Regions from separate parts of the Mus musculus genome. Here regions 2, 3, 4 and 5 are each linked to region 1. The links are chromatin contacts, called in public HiCAR-type and HiChIP or PLAC-seq maps. All regions are on one chromosome and are shown on one strand. Each heading gives the region's core, a stretch centred on a gene start, on an enhancer-like site or on the middle of the called end of the contact. The rest is flanking DNA. Distances are from core to core; before and after follow the strand shown.

Evidence for each region. HiCAR-type assays count read pairs that join an accessible place to other places. HiChIP or PLAC-seq counts read pairs in DNA pulled down with a chosen protein or histone mark.
Region 2: a contact with region 1 is called in a FOXA1 HiChIP or PLAC-seq map of pancreatic cancer cells. The contact joins the promoter of Pacsin1 here to the promoter of Lemd2 in region 1. A contact is called at or near these places in 3 of 39 promoter capture datasets (liver, pre-B cells and stem cell-derived epiblast-like cells), 3 of 484 Hi-C or Micro-C datasets (CD4 T cells, the HL-1 cell line and cerebral cortex), 2 of 115 datasets of contacts at active chromatin or transcription factors (acute myeloid leukemia and pancreatic cancer cells) and 1 of 9 other capture datasets (liver).
Region 3: a HiCAR-type map of astrocytes shows a contact between it and region 1, with 2.1 times the contacts expected there. The contact joins the enhancer-like site here to the promoter of Lemd2 in region 1. A contact is called at or near these places in 4 of 39 promoter capture datasets (the C10 cell line, erythroid cells, liver and 1 more), 1 of 15 datasets of contacts at CTCF or cohesin (the NIH/3T3 cell line), 4 of 115 datasets of contacts at active chromatin or transcription factors (astrocytes, bone marrow-derived macrophages, embryonic forebrain and 1 more) and 2 of 9 other capture datasets (adipose tissue and liver).
Region 4: a contact with region 1 is called in an H3K4me3 HiChIP or PLAC-seq map of embryonic forebrain, with 7 times the contacts expected there. The contact joins the enhancer-like site here to the promoter of Lemd2 in region 1. A contact is called at or near these places in 4 of 39 promoter capture datasets (cranial neural crest, macrophages, neural stem cells and 1 more), 8 of 484 Hi-C or Micro-C datasets (the G1E-ER4 cell line, the Patski cell line, bone marrow-derived macrophages and 5 more), 23 of 115 datasets of contacts at active chromatin or transcription factors (T-cell acute lymphoblastic leukemia, VIP interneurons, bone marrow-derived macrophages and 13 more) and 4 of 9 other capture datasets (adipose tissue, liver, macrophages and 1 more).
Region 5: an H3K4me3 HiChIP or PLAC-seq map of forebrain shows a contact between it and region 1, with 4 times the contacts expected there. The contact joins the enhancer-like site here to the promoter of Lemd2 in region 1. A contact is called at or near these places in 8 of 39 promoter capture datasets (the 3T3-L1 cell line, 3T3-L1-derived adipocytes, the SN4741 cell line and 4 more), 1 of 484 Hi-C or Micro-C datasets (embryonic fibroblasts), 9 of 115 datasets of contacts at active chromatin or transcription factors (bone marrow-derived macrophages, craniofacial prominence, embryonic basal ganglia and 6 more) and 2 of 9 other capture datasets (adipose tissue and liver).

Annotation. Positions count from the first base shown.
Region 1 is chr17:27,203,099-27,205,816 of GRCm38.p6, forward strand. Lemd2 (LEM domain containing 2) reads right to left here and starts at 1,340. Exons shown (of 9, transcript NM_146075.2): 1 at 561-1,340. The coding sequence starts at 1,320. Gm34736 (a long non-coding RNA gene) reads left to right here and starts at 1,771. Exons shown (of 4, transcript XR_385492.4): 1 at 1,771-2,069.
Region 2 is chr17:27,654,252-27,656,969 of GRCm38.p6, forward strand. Pacsin1 (protein kinase C and casein kinase substrate in neurons 1) reads left to right here and starts at 1,340. Exons shown (of 10, transcript NM_011861.3): 1 at 1,340-1,508.
Region 3 is chr17:27,573,831-27,576,548 of GRCm38.p6, forward strand. No RefSeq gene overlaps it. Among named protein-coding and RNA genes, the nearest start is that of AI413582, 9.5 kb to the left of the region's middle. Within about 2 kb of position 1,346, at least 48 of the 459 cell types and tissues checked have an H3K27ac peak or open chromatin away from gene starts, as enhancers often do. A contact at or near this core is called in astrocytes, where this site is marked.
Region 4 is chr17:27,499,645-27,502,362 of GRCm38.p6, forward strand. All of the region lies in intron 2 of Grm4 (glutamate receptor, metabotropic 4), which reads right to left. Among named protein-coding and RNA genes, the nearest start is that of Grm4, 12 kb to the right of the region's middle. Within about 2 kb of position 1,352, at least 15 of the 459 cell types and tissues checked have an H3K27ac peak or open chromatin away from gene starts, as enhancers often do. A contact at or near this core is called in embryonic forebrain and neural progenitor cells, where this site is marked.
Region 5 is chr17:27,479,465-27,482,182 of GRCm38.p6, forward strand. All of the region lies in intron 2 of Grm4 (glutamate receptor, metabotropic 4), which reads right to left. Among named protein-coding and RNA genes, the nearest start is that of Grm4, 33 kb to the right of the region's middle. Within about 2 kb of position 1,352, at least 46 of the 459 cell types and tissues checked have an H3K27ac peak or open chromatin away from gene starts, as enhancers often do. A contact at or near this core is called in forebrain and hippocampal neurons, where this site is marked.

The sequences.
Region 1 (2,718 bases), core at 90-2,589:
AAAAAAAAAAAAAAAAAAGACATCAGTCCTCAGCTATTCGGGAGGCTCGCTCTCTTGCACCCCTCAAGGGGTGCGGAGTCACGTAACTGAGTGTGGGCAAAGACGTCTAGGAAGTCGCCTGACTCACAGGCTCTCTCCCAACACAGCCTGCGGGGGGGGGGGGGGGAGGCTGTGCCTCACATGCACCCCTGTGGTACCAGCTTCGGCTTAGAACAACTCTCCCACACCTGAGCCACAGGCAGGGTCAGACTCCTTTTGACAAATGAAGGCCCGGTGGTGCCAGTTTTGCTGCTACAAAGCTGAGACCACGGCAGGCATTCCCCGAAGGCAGGGAAGACAAGAGGGGCAGGGGTGGGCTGACTGTCAAGAGTGTGCGTGTGGCTTTCCCTTGGAAGGACCTGGCTGTGGCTGAAAGGGAGACTCTAGAAAGACGGGGAAACAGAAAAGAGCAGAAAGTGGAGGCAGAAAGTGAGGGTCTGCAGTCGGTCGCGGCTCACAAGCCGGTCTGGGTGGGCGAACCCCGTGCCCCGGGCCCTCCCCTGCGCCGGCCCGGGACGTACTGTTGTCCTCCGCCTCCTGCGGCGCCGAGGGCTTGCCCATCTTCACCCACAGGATGGCCAAGAAGCCGAGCAGCAGCCCCAGGCTGGCCCAGAGCAGGAGCCGAGACAGGCAGCGCTCCAGCCACCGGCCCACCTCGGGTCGGGTCCGCCCGGCGCCCGCCGAGCCGGTGCGCGAGCCCTTCAGGCCGGGGCGAGCGTCGGCGCCGAGGAGCGCCGAGTGCGGCCGCGCAGAGGCCGACGGCGGGGCCCACCAGTGGCGGCCCCGGCCCGGGGCGTGCCTGTCCGGCGTTCGTGTATCCTCGTCATCCTCCGAGCTGCCCCGGACCGAGGCGCGGCGTCGCAGCGGCCCGGGCCCGGCGTGGGGCGGGTAGGAGAGGCCGCGGCTCGCGGCCCAGGGAGAGGCGGAGGCCCCGAAGTTGCCGTACGGCCCCGAGGCGTCGGAGGCCGCGCTAGGCGCCGGCGGGGAAGGCGACAGCGGCCAGGGCTCCGAGCGCAGGACGCTGGCGGCGGGCCGCGCGCGCAGCGGCGCTTCCTCGCGTAGCCGGGCCTCCTCCCGCTGCCGCTCGGGGCCCCGCGGCCCGGCGTCCTCCCGCGGCCCGGCGTCCTCCCGCAGCCGCTCGTCGTCGCGCAGCCGGGCCTCGCCCCGCAGGCGGCGCAGCTTGTTGCGGTAGACGTTCCGCGTGGTGTCGGTGATGGGGCCTGGCTGGAAGCCCAGGGCCTGCAGCTCTCGCCGCAACTCCAGGTCCGACAGGCCGGCCATGGCCAGGACACCGCCCCCTCGCCCGCCCCCGGCGCGCACCGCACCCGGAACTGCTCCCGCCGGCAGCCGCGGCGGAGCGGGCGGGGCCGCGCGCCATGATGGGAAGGGCGACCACGGACGCCATATTGGGAAGGGCGGCGCATGGAGGCTATGTCCGCCATGATGAAAGGCGTCTGTGTCGGCCTGGCGCCGCCATGTTGGTGAGGTCAAAGGGTTGGTTTGGTTACTGTTTTGTTTTGTTTTACTTGTGTGTGCAGGTGCTTTCATCTCTTCCCCCCGCCCTCTAGCTTATCTTTATCTGTCAGACCTAGCAGTGTTTATCCTAACGCAGCGTTAGCACGTGGTAAACGTTCAATGGAATGTTGATTTACTTAATGGATGAGCTCAATGGTGTAAGAAAACCACCGCCATTAATAGAGATCCGGCCCACTTGCCAGTCTCCGGATGGGCGTCGAGGCTGTGTGTCGGATTTGGGTGGTGGAGTAACCGCCCGGCATGCTCTCCAAGACCTTATCTTGACTGCTGCTTCAGGCCAGCTTCAGGCATGCACTTGGTCGACACTGAAACTTCAGGAGTGTGCACCCTTGGGACTGGAGAGATAGAAGACTCTGGGCGTAACAACACTTACAGAGGAGCTAGGGTTTGGACATCAGTGGCTGGTCACGTCATGGACAATTCCAATTCCAGAAGATCTGGTATCTTTCTCTTCCGGTCTCTGCTGGCATGGTATGAACCTGGTGCACATACAAGTGGGTAAAACACTCGCACATAAAATAAATATATTTTTTTAAGGTGCAACTCTGAGACAGATTGATCCTCTGTGGCCACGGGTGACCCAAAATGTCCTCATAGGTGGATCCCTATACTCTGAACTCTTAGGGGCAAATACCTATGCCCTAGGTTCCCGTAAATGTTGGAATTCTCTTGGGTGATGGGATCGGGAGACCCGTGTCTTACGGTTTAGGGGATGATCTGCAGAGTCTTGCAGTTTGATCTCCAATCTGCAACCATTTAGTGTGTGGTAATTTCCAATTAACATTTCTAGCCAGCTTCCCATAACTCCCTAGAGGGCTGCTATAAGGATTAGAAGAGACCTTCAGGACAGGGCCTGGAGCGCACTCCTCCCTTAGACAAATCTGTGCAGTGTTGGAGTTGGGAGCCTTGAGGGGGTGGGGGCAGTGATGTGGTTACCCTTACCCGTCCCCCCACCATCTAACAAACACAGTTCATGGCCTCACCCTCTCCCCTTGCTGTTCCTTCCACATCCTTCACCCATCACCTCCCTTTTCCTGGCAATATTGCAGCTCCAGCTTCCCAGCCCTCGAGATCTCCCTGCAGCTCTACCTGCCACCCTCCCTGCCTTCCCTGAGACCCTGGGCCGTGCTCCTCTGTCAGAGT
Region 2 (2,718 bases), core at 90-2,589, 450 kb after region 1:
AACCAGAACCCCACGTTTCAACCTTCCAAAGTCCCCTGAAGGCCTCTGATGACTCCGGGGCCTCTTCAGGAATCCTCCATGCATTCAGTGCCACACTGGGACTCCTGAGGAACCCGGTGTCCTGGGACAGCTTCGGGATTCTCAGCCTGTCCTGCATGCAGACGCTTGTATTGTTTAAGCCGATCTGATAAGCCCCTTCGTAAAGTAAGAGTCATCCATTCTATCCCTCGGTTCCCTGACTAATAATACTTGACTGTCTGGTCCTACCCTAGATGAGATGCTGCCTGGTGATGTCTTAGTGATGTCTTCTTCTATGCTCTAATAATATAGCTTGAGGACTAGAAAGATGGCTCAGCGGTTAAGAGCACTGACTGCTCTTCCGAAGGTCCTGAGTTCAAATCCCAGCAACCACATGATGGCTCACAACCATCATGCACCTATAACGGGATCTGATGCCTTCTTCTGGTGTATCTGAAGACAGCTACAGTGTACTTATACAAATAAATAAATCTTAAAAACAAAACAACAATATAGCTTGAAACTGTCCATGGAATTCTTAGCAAATGAACGAACACTGTATGCAGGCATTCCTCTGGGCTCCTGAACTGGTGAACTTCAGAGCTCACGGTTAGCCTCACCACCAGGGGTTCAGGAAGACTTCCTTCTTCGAACCCTGTGAACATCCAGGTCTCTCAAGGTAGGGAGGGGCAGAGGTGGGCAGTTTTCGCCTCCTGGTCTTCCTTCTCTGGTTTGTGTCACACTCTGGACACATTGAATGAATCCTCTGCTCTTCTGAGTCAGGCCCCACTCCCTGGGGCAACAGTCCGGCTCCTGGAAGCAGTTAGAATACAAGGCAGCAGCTGTGTGTCACCGTTTGGATCCCCAAGTCCCAGAGAACCTCCAAAAAGGCCTCCAGCTAGCTTTGCTGACAGCCAGCTGAGGTGAACTGGCCTGAGGATCCACACAGGCCTTCTTGGCAGAGCTGAGTGTGGGAGTGGGCCGTGGGATAGGGCAGAGGAGAGCATCCTTACTATTTGGCCAATCTTAAGTATCCTGTTCTCCATGAACCCGACACACACGGATAGGGAGGGGGTCATCACACCAGGGTTATACAGCAAACCCCTATCATGCGTGAACCCCCGCATGAGAAGCAGGTATTAGGAGCGCGCAGGAATCAAACACACCGAGCTGGGGAGCAGGCGGCCGGGCGGGCGCGGCCTCCGGGTACCGCGGTGCTGCCACCTGCGCAGCCACCGCGTCGCCATTGGCTCACGGAGAAGCCGCTCTAATCCGCGCCGCCTCCGCCCCCGCGCGGCGCTGCGCTCGGCGGAGTCTCTGACCTTCCTCCTTCCCGCAGCCCCAGAGAGACGCGCGGCGGTCGCGCCAGCCTTCTCCTCCTCCTTTTCCTCCTCCTCCCCCGGGAAGCCGGCCGGGCTTGAGGCTGGGCCGCCGCCGCCGCCCGCTTTGCCACCCGCCCCGCTGATGGTGTCCGGTGCTCCGGCGCCCAGGTAGGGGCTCTAGAGCGTGGAGAGAGCGCGGGTTTGGGGGTGGGGGTGGGGTAGTGTTGGGGGTTCGGGGAGTCCAGGGCTTCAGTGCGTGATGCAGATGCTCAGTATATGATGGCGTTGAATACAGCCGAGGGCAGGTATCTGGGGAGAGGTAGGCGCGCGCCCCCGGATGCTCTTGGCTTGACCCAGCCAGTGCCAGAATGACCCCTTGAGGATGCTAAGGGGGAGGCCTTTACCCTGGGGAAAGGGGAAGAAGCATGATCGTTGGGAAGCTGGGGCTGCCCCCCCCCCCCGGTGTTGTATGTTTTTCTGGGGCCAGCTGGGATGGGTGGGCCGATGCCAGCTTGGTGCGTATGTTATTTCTGGATCAGAGTGGGCTGGGGAGAAGCACAGGCGGCGATGTCTGGTTTAGATTACAGGTACTTCCTTCTTTGCTTCCGACCCCTCCCCCCACCAGCTGGGGGTGGGAGGTGGAAGGAAAGAGGAGGTGGCGATGCTGAGGGCCCCCGCAGATGCTGCAGAATCCTCTCTGCGCCAGCCACACCGCCTTCTCCCTCCACCAACCTCAGCCCATTTGGTCACGGTTGGGGCGCTCTCCCGGTTGTGTTCACCTTTGAGGAGGCTGTGGAAAGGTTAAAGGGTCATTAATGTGTCTGCGACACAGTGGCAAACCCCAGAGCTTGGCTAGACTCAGCTTCAAACCCCCGATTTTTAAGTTCCAGCCTTGCCCCCACCCCCACCTCCCCCAAGCACAGCTCTGCAGCCTGGGGGAACTTAAACATGAGGCACCTTCTTTTTCTAGGCACAACCAGAAATAGCCCATTGTCAGGGGCCCCAGCACAGCTGGGGTGCAGATTGCCAGTGGTCTGGGAAGCTCTGCCCGCAGCCTGGTTTTCTTATCAGATGTTTGCCCGTTACTCAGATCACTCTTTCTAAGCAGCTTCCTGACTCCCCAGGGGAGAGGTCACCTCTGGCCCCATGTTCTTGAACCCTGTCAACCCGGAGGTTACTTATGTCTGGCCTGTCCCCCTCTAGACCAAAGGGCCTTCAGGCTAAGAATCTGACTTGTCTCTGACATTGTCAGTGTCTGAGAAGGGCTCCTCACTGAAGAAATGTTTTCACTATGAACAAACGAACAAATGAACGAATGAATGAATGAATGAATGAATATGTAAACTTTGGGCAATAGCTACCAAGCTGGAAAATGGAG
Region 3 (2,718 bases), core at 96-2,595, 370 kb after region 1:
AGAATTCTGCATTCATGCACACGTGCACTCCTGAAGCAAGGGGTCACGAGGCAGCTGCTCTTGAAGACTGAGCCTGTAGAAGCCATATCTGTGAGGCCATGTCGACTAGGGAGAGGGGCTATGGGTGGATGGGAATAAAAGCCTTAATAAACAGCCTGCTGTGACCAGATAACACACCCATCCCTTAGCACAGACTGGTCTGGTTTCCTGACCCGCTGAGTGGAAGAGAGGCTTCCAGGACAGAAGACCTTCTGCCGAGGACCTTGTGCAGAAGGGAATATGTGTGCCCAACGGATGCTGACATCAGCTGGGTGATGATAAAGGTCAGCTCAGGTCACCTCGCTGGTGGAGCTACCACTGCCTCATGGCAGAAGGGTAATCCCTGAATAGTACTGACCGACTCCACCGTGGGATGGCTGCTTGTCACATCAGATGCCCTGCTCCCAAGTTCAGATCCCATGTGCTCCCGATGTCAGCACTGGGGTCTCCCTCACAACCCATCTTGTTTTTCAATTTATTTTTGAGATTACATCATTTTCTCTTCCCTTTCTTCCTCCCTCCCATGCACAACCCCCCCCCCCCTTTTTTTTTTTTCGAGACAGGGTTTCTCTGTGTAGCCCTGACTGTCCTGGAACTCACTTTGTAGACCAGGCTGGCCTTGAACTCAGAAATCTGCCTGCCTCTGCCTCCCGAGTGCTGGGATTAAAGGCGTGCGCCACCACGCCCGGCTCCAAATACTGATTTTTTTATGGTTGGTCCTTCCCGCACCGCTGGAGCCAGCTTGGCAGGAGGAGGGTGGGGAGCACGGAGCAAGGGCATCACTCACAAGGGTGAGCATTTGCTTTTGCAGAGGGGGCCGTTGAGAAGTGCTCTGCCAGACTCCTACTTGTGGGGCCGAGTGATGGCATGTGCCACGTGCAGAACTCTTCTCTGTCCCCCACACCCAGCCCAGCCCAGGGACAAGGTGTGGAAGAACCCGAGGATACTGCATGGAAGGCAAAGGGGAAAACTCAGCTTCCTTCTGCTTTCTCAGGACAGATTCCATTTCTTGCAGAGCCAGAGAGGACTGCCAAGGCCTCCCCAGCAGGGCTCCGGGAAGGGGGCCAGGCTGGGCTGGCTGCAAGAGCGAGTGAGAGGAAACGATGGACTTTCCAAGAAGTGACAGGGTGACAGGCAAGGCTGTTCCTCTCCTAGCCAGGGTGGAGGGGTGGGGGAGTGGGGGGGGGGGAGAAGGCGGGGAGCTTTAAGGGCCACAACAACCCTTCCTTCCCTCCAGGGGCCACTCCCAGCTCACTTGGCATTACTTATGTGTCTCCTTCGGTGACTGTGTGGCTTATCAGTTATCTCTGTGTCCCATGTGAAGCCCCAGGTACCTGGCCTGAGTCTCTGTCTCAGACTAAACTTGACCATTTAGCCTTAGCTAAAAGGTCTAAAGGGGCAGGAAAGATAAACATAGAGGCTACTTTGCTCCCATGAGGTGAGCCCCAGCCACTGTAACCTTTCTGCTACAGAGGGGAGCAGGGTTGTAACTAGGGCCCTCAGACCCCATACCCACATGGGATGAAGGCAAGACCTCCAAGCTAGGCAACTAGACTCAAGATGCTCCTGCCCAGCCGGCCTCAGCGATGGGAGCCATCTGTGCTACAATCTTACTTTTAAACACCAACCTTTCCTTTGATTATGACCAGCTGCAAGTGTTCTGGCCATAAAAGCCGGAGCCAAGGCTCACAGAACCATTCCACGGGCTGTTTAGTTTACAACAAACCGAACCAATTAATTCTGTCGTTTGCAGTGCCACACTGCACAGCACACCCTAGCCTGTCAGCTGACGGCTGTGGGCCTCGAGTCCATTCTCCCCTCCCTTTTGCTCTCTGAGAAAGGCCTCCTCGTCCCATCTGCACTGCAAGGTTTTCCCAAGCTTGGCCTGGCTCTCCAAAATAGCCCCATCGTCCCCTGAGAAAGTCCAATCTCTTCAACCGTAGGCAGGCGAGGAGCAACCAGCATGAGATGTCTCTCCTTAGTGGCCTAAGGTAAAATGGTGTCCTAAGAGGATCCACTTGACCCCACAGCCAGGAGTTGGAAGGCCCAACCAACCACCAGACCGAGGCACCTCATTCTTTTCCCTATGAAGTTAGAAAGACTTCTCTAAAGCCAGGCAGGGTGGTGCACGCATGTCTTTAATTCCCAGCGCTTGGGAGTCGGAGGCAGGTGAATCGCAGGTGAGGCCAGCCTGGTTCATCTACAGAGCAAGTTCCAGGACAGAAAAACTGCAATAAACAGAATAAAGGTTCTCTCCAGCATTGTCTAATAAGAAGTGAGATAAGAGTCAGGGCTCACAACTGGTTCTTTGTAAGTGACGAAAAACCTGGATTGAGCAAACAACTGGTCACTAGGGAAGGGAAAGGCGATGATAACGTCACCTTCTAGAGAGCCCCTCCCCAGGACTTCCTCCTCCCTAGTGGAGGCCCTCTGGCCAGTGAGAGGATAGTCTCCTCACTGGGCTCTCGTCCTTAGGGCATATGCCAAATTCTAAGGCTCGGTAACATGCCCCGAACCATTGTACAGGGAACTTTGGGGACAGGAGTGACTCTTAAGCTTCCCGTCACATAGCCATACCCACAGGACTACTGGACTTCACTCAGGTGTGGCCCAAATGCCACAAATGAATAGAGGTCAGGCGGACGCACCAGCCTATACTGTGGGGAAGAGGCATCCCGA
Region 4 (2,718 bases), core at 102-2,601, 300 kb after region 1:
GTCTGTCAGGACCACCCACAACATCTGCTCTCAGAAGATCCTACTGGCCCATTCCCACAGGGTTGTCATTGCCTGATACAGTAAGTGGGCTGGTAATGACTCTGGAGGGACCAGGATTAAACCTCAGGCCTGAGGTGCCCAGCGCTGTCATTGCCCCATGGCTGGCACAGCCACATCCTCCTCTCTCCTCAGCGACTCTAGACCCTCAGCAGGTGTGCTCCACACACTCTTACTCCCTCTCTTGCCAGGACAGGCCAGACTAAGGCAATAGAATTGTGATGAATCCCCAGAGCCTGGCATCTGCTCCCCAAAGATGGCCTGGGTTTCCATCCACTTTGCTCATTGTGTGATTGTGTGAGCTCGAAATTCCTCCTAGAAGAAGCCAGGAGACCTGACAGCTATAGCACACAGCTCTAGCCCCAACTGCACCCCAAAAGCACTCTCCAGGGGGGCGGTACCCCTGTAATCCCCTCAGAGGGAAGGAAAGCAGAAATCACAACAGCAGATCCCAGTCCCCCTGCCAAGAATTAGTCTCCATCAGGGCTGGGAGGCAGACCTGGGCGGGGGGGGGGGGGGGGCACCCCCACCCCACACTCCAGACATGGCTCTCCAGCTCCCCTTCTGCCCTCTCCAAGTTAACCTTCTTGCCTCCATAAATGGCTTTTGAGTTTCTGGTCCAATCTCTCATCTCATATTCTCTCTCTCTCTCTCTTTCTCTCTCTCTCTCTCTCTCTCTCTCTCTCTCTCTGTTTCATTAGTGAAGAAGTCCCTTGTCCCCAGCTTGAACCATTAATATCACTAAAAGGGACCCAAGGAACACAGACCACAGCCTTTTCTGCCCTCCCTACCCCTCCATCTTTCCAGACCATCAGTCACTGTAGCCTGCCTGCCTCACAACACACACCAATCCCTACCGTCCTAGGAGGCACAGACCCGGCAGCTGAGCCTCTTCACATCCAGCAGAGGGACAGAGGGACACAGGGACAGAAGGAAAGGATCCCCTGAGCCCTGGCTCCTATTGTGGCAACTGTGTCTGTCCTTGGGTAAAATATCACCAAAATCCTAGCCACTCCATCTCAGGGACTTGAGCCCCTTGTCCCCAGATATACACGTTCTTGTGAGTATGCTTTGAAGTCTAACATCGAGACAGGCCATTCTGTGGGCTCAACACTCAGAATGCCAGGGGGCCAGTGACACCCCCATCACCGGGGTTCTCCCCAATATGAAGTAGATGCCGGGAAGCCCCTGCATTCTAGAGTGTTAGGAGCAGAGTCTGACACCATGCAAGGCTTGCTCACCATGATCTAGAGGCTGGGCCAACGTCACTGGGAGCACACTGGAGTGGCCCAGGCTGCCTCCCTCCCAGGCCTGGCAGGGCCTGGGTGACTCAGCAGTCCCAACCATCTCTGAAGCAAGGCCTGGGACAGCCAGCCCTGGTTTTCCCATTGTCCCCTCCTCTCCATGGGTGGACCCAACCAGGCTGCTCATTCCAGTGCAGCACTCTGAGAGCCCACGAGAAGATCAGGATCACTGGGGGGCCCCCAGAGACCCCTTGAAATGTCCACTGTAGAGGCAGCTTCTCCTCAGAGGTCCCTGCTGCTCCTACACCCAAATCAAGTCAAGCTCAGGAGTCGGCCATCGCCGGGGCCACAGCAGGAGCACATGTGTGTGTGCACACAGGCGCGCGCGTGCACATACACACACACACACACATGTGTGCACACACTTATAAATGGCCACAGATGCTGGCAGGCCGCAGACACTTTGCAGTGGGGGTTACCTGAGACTCACCACGGCTCACTTCTACCTCGTCAGACAGGGACCTTTCTCTTTTTCATCCCCTCCTCAGAGGCACACACACCACACCACACCACCCCACCCCCAGTTCTGATGCATCCTCGGAGTTAGACAAATGAGCTCCAGGTGAGAGGGATCCGTTCCTCTCCTCCTACCCCTAGTGGCTCGGCTCAGACAGCCTCTTCCAGACCTCAGCAAGCTCTGGAGACCACAACAAGGGCACACACACACACACACACACACACACACACACACACACACACAGGTCAGAGTCAGAGGGAAGGAGGGAACCTGAGGCCTCTTCAGATCCCTTCTGCTCCCTCCCACTCCTTCCCCCCTACCCCCCCCCCTCAGACCACGTACAGAGCAAAAGAGGAAGGCTTGGGGGTGGGGGCAGCTGCTGCATAATTATTGGTAAAATGCTTGTAACGGTTTTTTTTTCTTCCCCTCTCCCTAGTAGCTTTCAGTTGTTTTAGCAGCTTAGCAAGCACTTGGCTCCAATTGAATTGCAAATCAGCAGCTCTTGCCCCGGGAAGAGAAGAAAGGGAGGTGGTGGAGGGGGCAGGGAGGGGCTAGGGAGGGAGAGGAGGAAGATGTAGAGGAGGAGGAGGGCAGAGGGCATAGGGGAGAAAACCAGGGAGGGAGGCCTGGAGTCTAGTTGAACCCCCTTCTCTCTTCGTCCTCCTGACCCACAACCCCGCCCCCATCTGAAAACCAGGACACTCCTCTCCAGCCCGAACCCGAGGGCGGGCTGCCAGGGCCACCAGGGGCTTCCTCGACTAACCAGGAGAAAACGCGTCTTTCTTGGGAATTGCAATTATTTGAAAACAATGTCAAAACAAAAGTCTTGCTTTTTCTCCCCGGCAATCTGTAACACCGTGGTTTCCATCCTATATTTTGTCTGTCTGCCCTTCCATCGAC
Region 5 (2,718 bases), core at 102-2,601, 280 kb after region 1:
TCAGCCTCCCGAGTGCTATATTAAAGGTGTGTGCCACCTTGCCTGGTTCGTGGCTTGAGTTTTTGAAATCTCAAAGCCCACCTCCAGTAGAAAGCATCCTCCAAGAAGACCACACCTACGAGTGGGGCCAGAGTGATCAGAGCAGAGCAAGTGGGAGAAGGAAGGGACGGGGGGGGGGGGGTCACACCTCCTAATCCTTCTCAAACAGTTTTCAAGTATTCTCAAACCAAGTATTCAAATCCATGAGCCCTTGGGAAACCGTTCACATTCAAACCACCACAGCAACACACTGAGGGAATGACTGGGCAAGAGTCCACGCCATTGACACAACTTTAATCCTAGCACTTGGGAGGCAGAGAGAGGTGGGTTTCTGTGAGTCCAGCCTGGTCTACGTAGTGAGTTCCCGGAAAGCCTGGGCTACACAGAGACACCCTGTCTGGGATCTGGGTGCTCACATCGTGGGTATCAGGCCATATCTCCCTTGCAGCTCACAGCAAGGCAGTCCATCAGAATAATTAATTTGGAGTATTCTCACGTGCATGACCTCTGACCCCATCTCTTCCCACACCACCTTGGCCCCCAGCAGCTCCTGTCATGCCAGCCTCCCTCCATACCTTGGGTCCTGTGGGCACATCGTACCTCAGGACCTCGCAGTGGTCCTCCCTGCTGCAGGATATCCTCCGCACAGCAGTGCACATGATCTGCCCTATTCGCCCTCATTTACAGCATAGGCAGCCTGCCAGGGAGGCCTCACTCTGCCCGGTACCCAGCCAGGGCAGTAAATGGGCCACCTATGATAATACCCACAAAAGGGCAATACTGACTCCCCCACCTCCCATGATGCCTCTGGCCTGCAGGGCTCTGCCAGACCTTTGTTTCTCTGATCCCACGGTGACACTCTGTCTAACACTCCTGCCTCCACTCTGGCTGCTCAGCCTCCTATCAATACAGGAAACTTGCGCTTGGATTAATTTCCTGTTCTGAATTGTTTTCCTGGATGGAATCGGCAGCACCGCAACGGGCCCTGGGCAGATATGCCCCTGGAAGGCGCGTGCTCAGTCCCTGCTTGCCCTTTTAAGCGGTGCATATTTTCATAGGAACCCAGCACACACCCCTACTGTGAGGCTTGGGAGCTGGAGAAGAATGGGGTGTGGAGGATGGGGTGCGGAGGGAGGAGAGAGCCCAGCTTTCCTGGCATCGGCTGACAAAAGAGCCGCACCAGTGCGTTGGAGGAAGGGCTTGAAGACAGATAAGGCTGTTCGAGCTGGCGGGCGGGCGCCAGCCCTGGGCCGAGAGCAAACAAGATCCTCAAATCAGCACTTGCCCTACTTCATAAGCAAAATGTAGATCAATCAACTACACTCAGGGTAGCAGGTTTGCTCGCTGACTGTGCCCCTCGTCCGTGTCAATCTTAGGGGAGGTGGGTGGCGGCTGAGGCCTGGAGGGGAGGGCCGGAGCCAAGCTCGCACACCCAGGACCACAGACAGCCCTTGTGCTCGCTACAAGGAGAGCTAGAACCAAGCTCCCAGAGATGAGATGCAGGTAATAGAGCCTCAGTCTCTTTGTCTGCAAAGTGGGCATTGTGATGAGAATTGAGTCTTTGTCGAAGTCGTAGTGAGGCCATGGTGAGGGGCATCCAAGAGGATGGGTAGGAAGGAAGCTGGGGAAAGAGGCAGAGGACCTAGGTGCCTAAAGCCATTATCCTGTCCAGGGTGTGGATGGCCAAATGTGGGACCTCTCTGCTCTCTTGCTTCAATCCCCATAAACTAAAGAAAGAAGGCTTTGCCCAGGTTAGAGACATGGAAGGGCTTATCCAGGTCACCAGGTCATACTAGACCAGCCCAGGTGGCCTCAGGACCCCAGGGCCTGAGCTAGGAGCTAAACAGGAAAGATAACAGGAAAGCATGGAGGGGGGCCCGTACACATCAGGCCCGGCAGCCCTGTCAACAGGTGAGCAACGGAGGGTGTTCGTGGTGACTCATCTCAGCATTTGTGACACACTAAGAATCAACTCTGTGCTACACACACACACACACACACACACACACACACACACACAGACCATCTTGTCAGTCCTCACACACAACAGCACCACTGTTAACTCTCTTTTTCAGATGAGGAAACAGATCCAGAGTTCAAACAGCAAATTGTAAGGCAGGATTTGAACCCATGTCTGAGGGCTTTGCCTGAGTGTTCTCAACCCACAGCCCCCAGCCCCTCACCCACCCGGTGTCTGGGCCCAGGAGACAGTGTAAATAAGGGTCAGGATTGCTCTTGCTGCTTCCCCACCCCCACACCCCCACCTCCCACCCCACCCCGTGCCCTGCACCCCTGAGCAGTCAACTTTCCACCTGCACCTCCCGTTTAGTGAGAATTTAATGAGCTGCCTGGCTCTCATCAAGAACAGAGGGAGGGGGCTCTACAGCAAGCAGGATCTCATGAAAACCTGTCCCAAACCTGATGACCCTCCAGGAGCTTCAGGAGTTAGGGCAGGGCCAGGAGGATCTTCAATGCCCAAAGCGGTTATTATTATGCAGGTGCCCTAAGGTCCTCTTAGCTGCCGAGCACAAGTGGTGGGGGCGTGGCTAGCCTTCAAGGAAATGAGCCACTCTGCTGTCCACCACTGTTCCATCAGACTGTGTGTGTGTGTGTGTGTGTGTGTGTGTGTGTGTGTGTGTGATGGACTGCACCATATTAATATAAGATGATATAATGGGA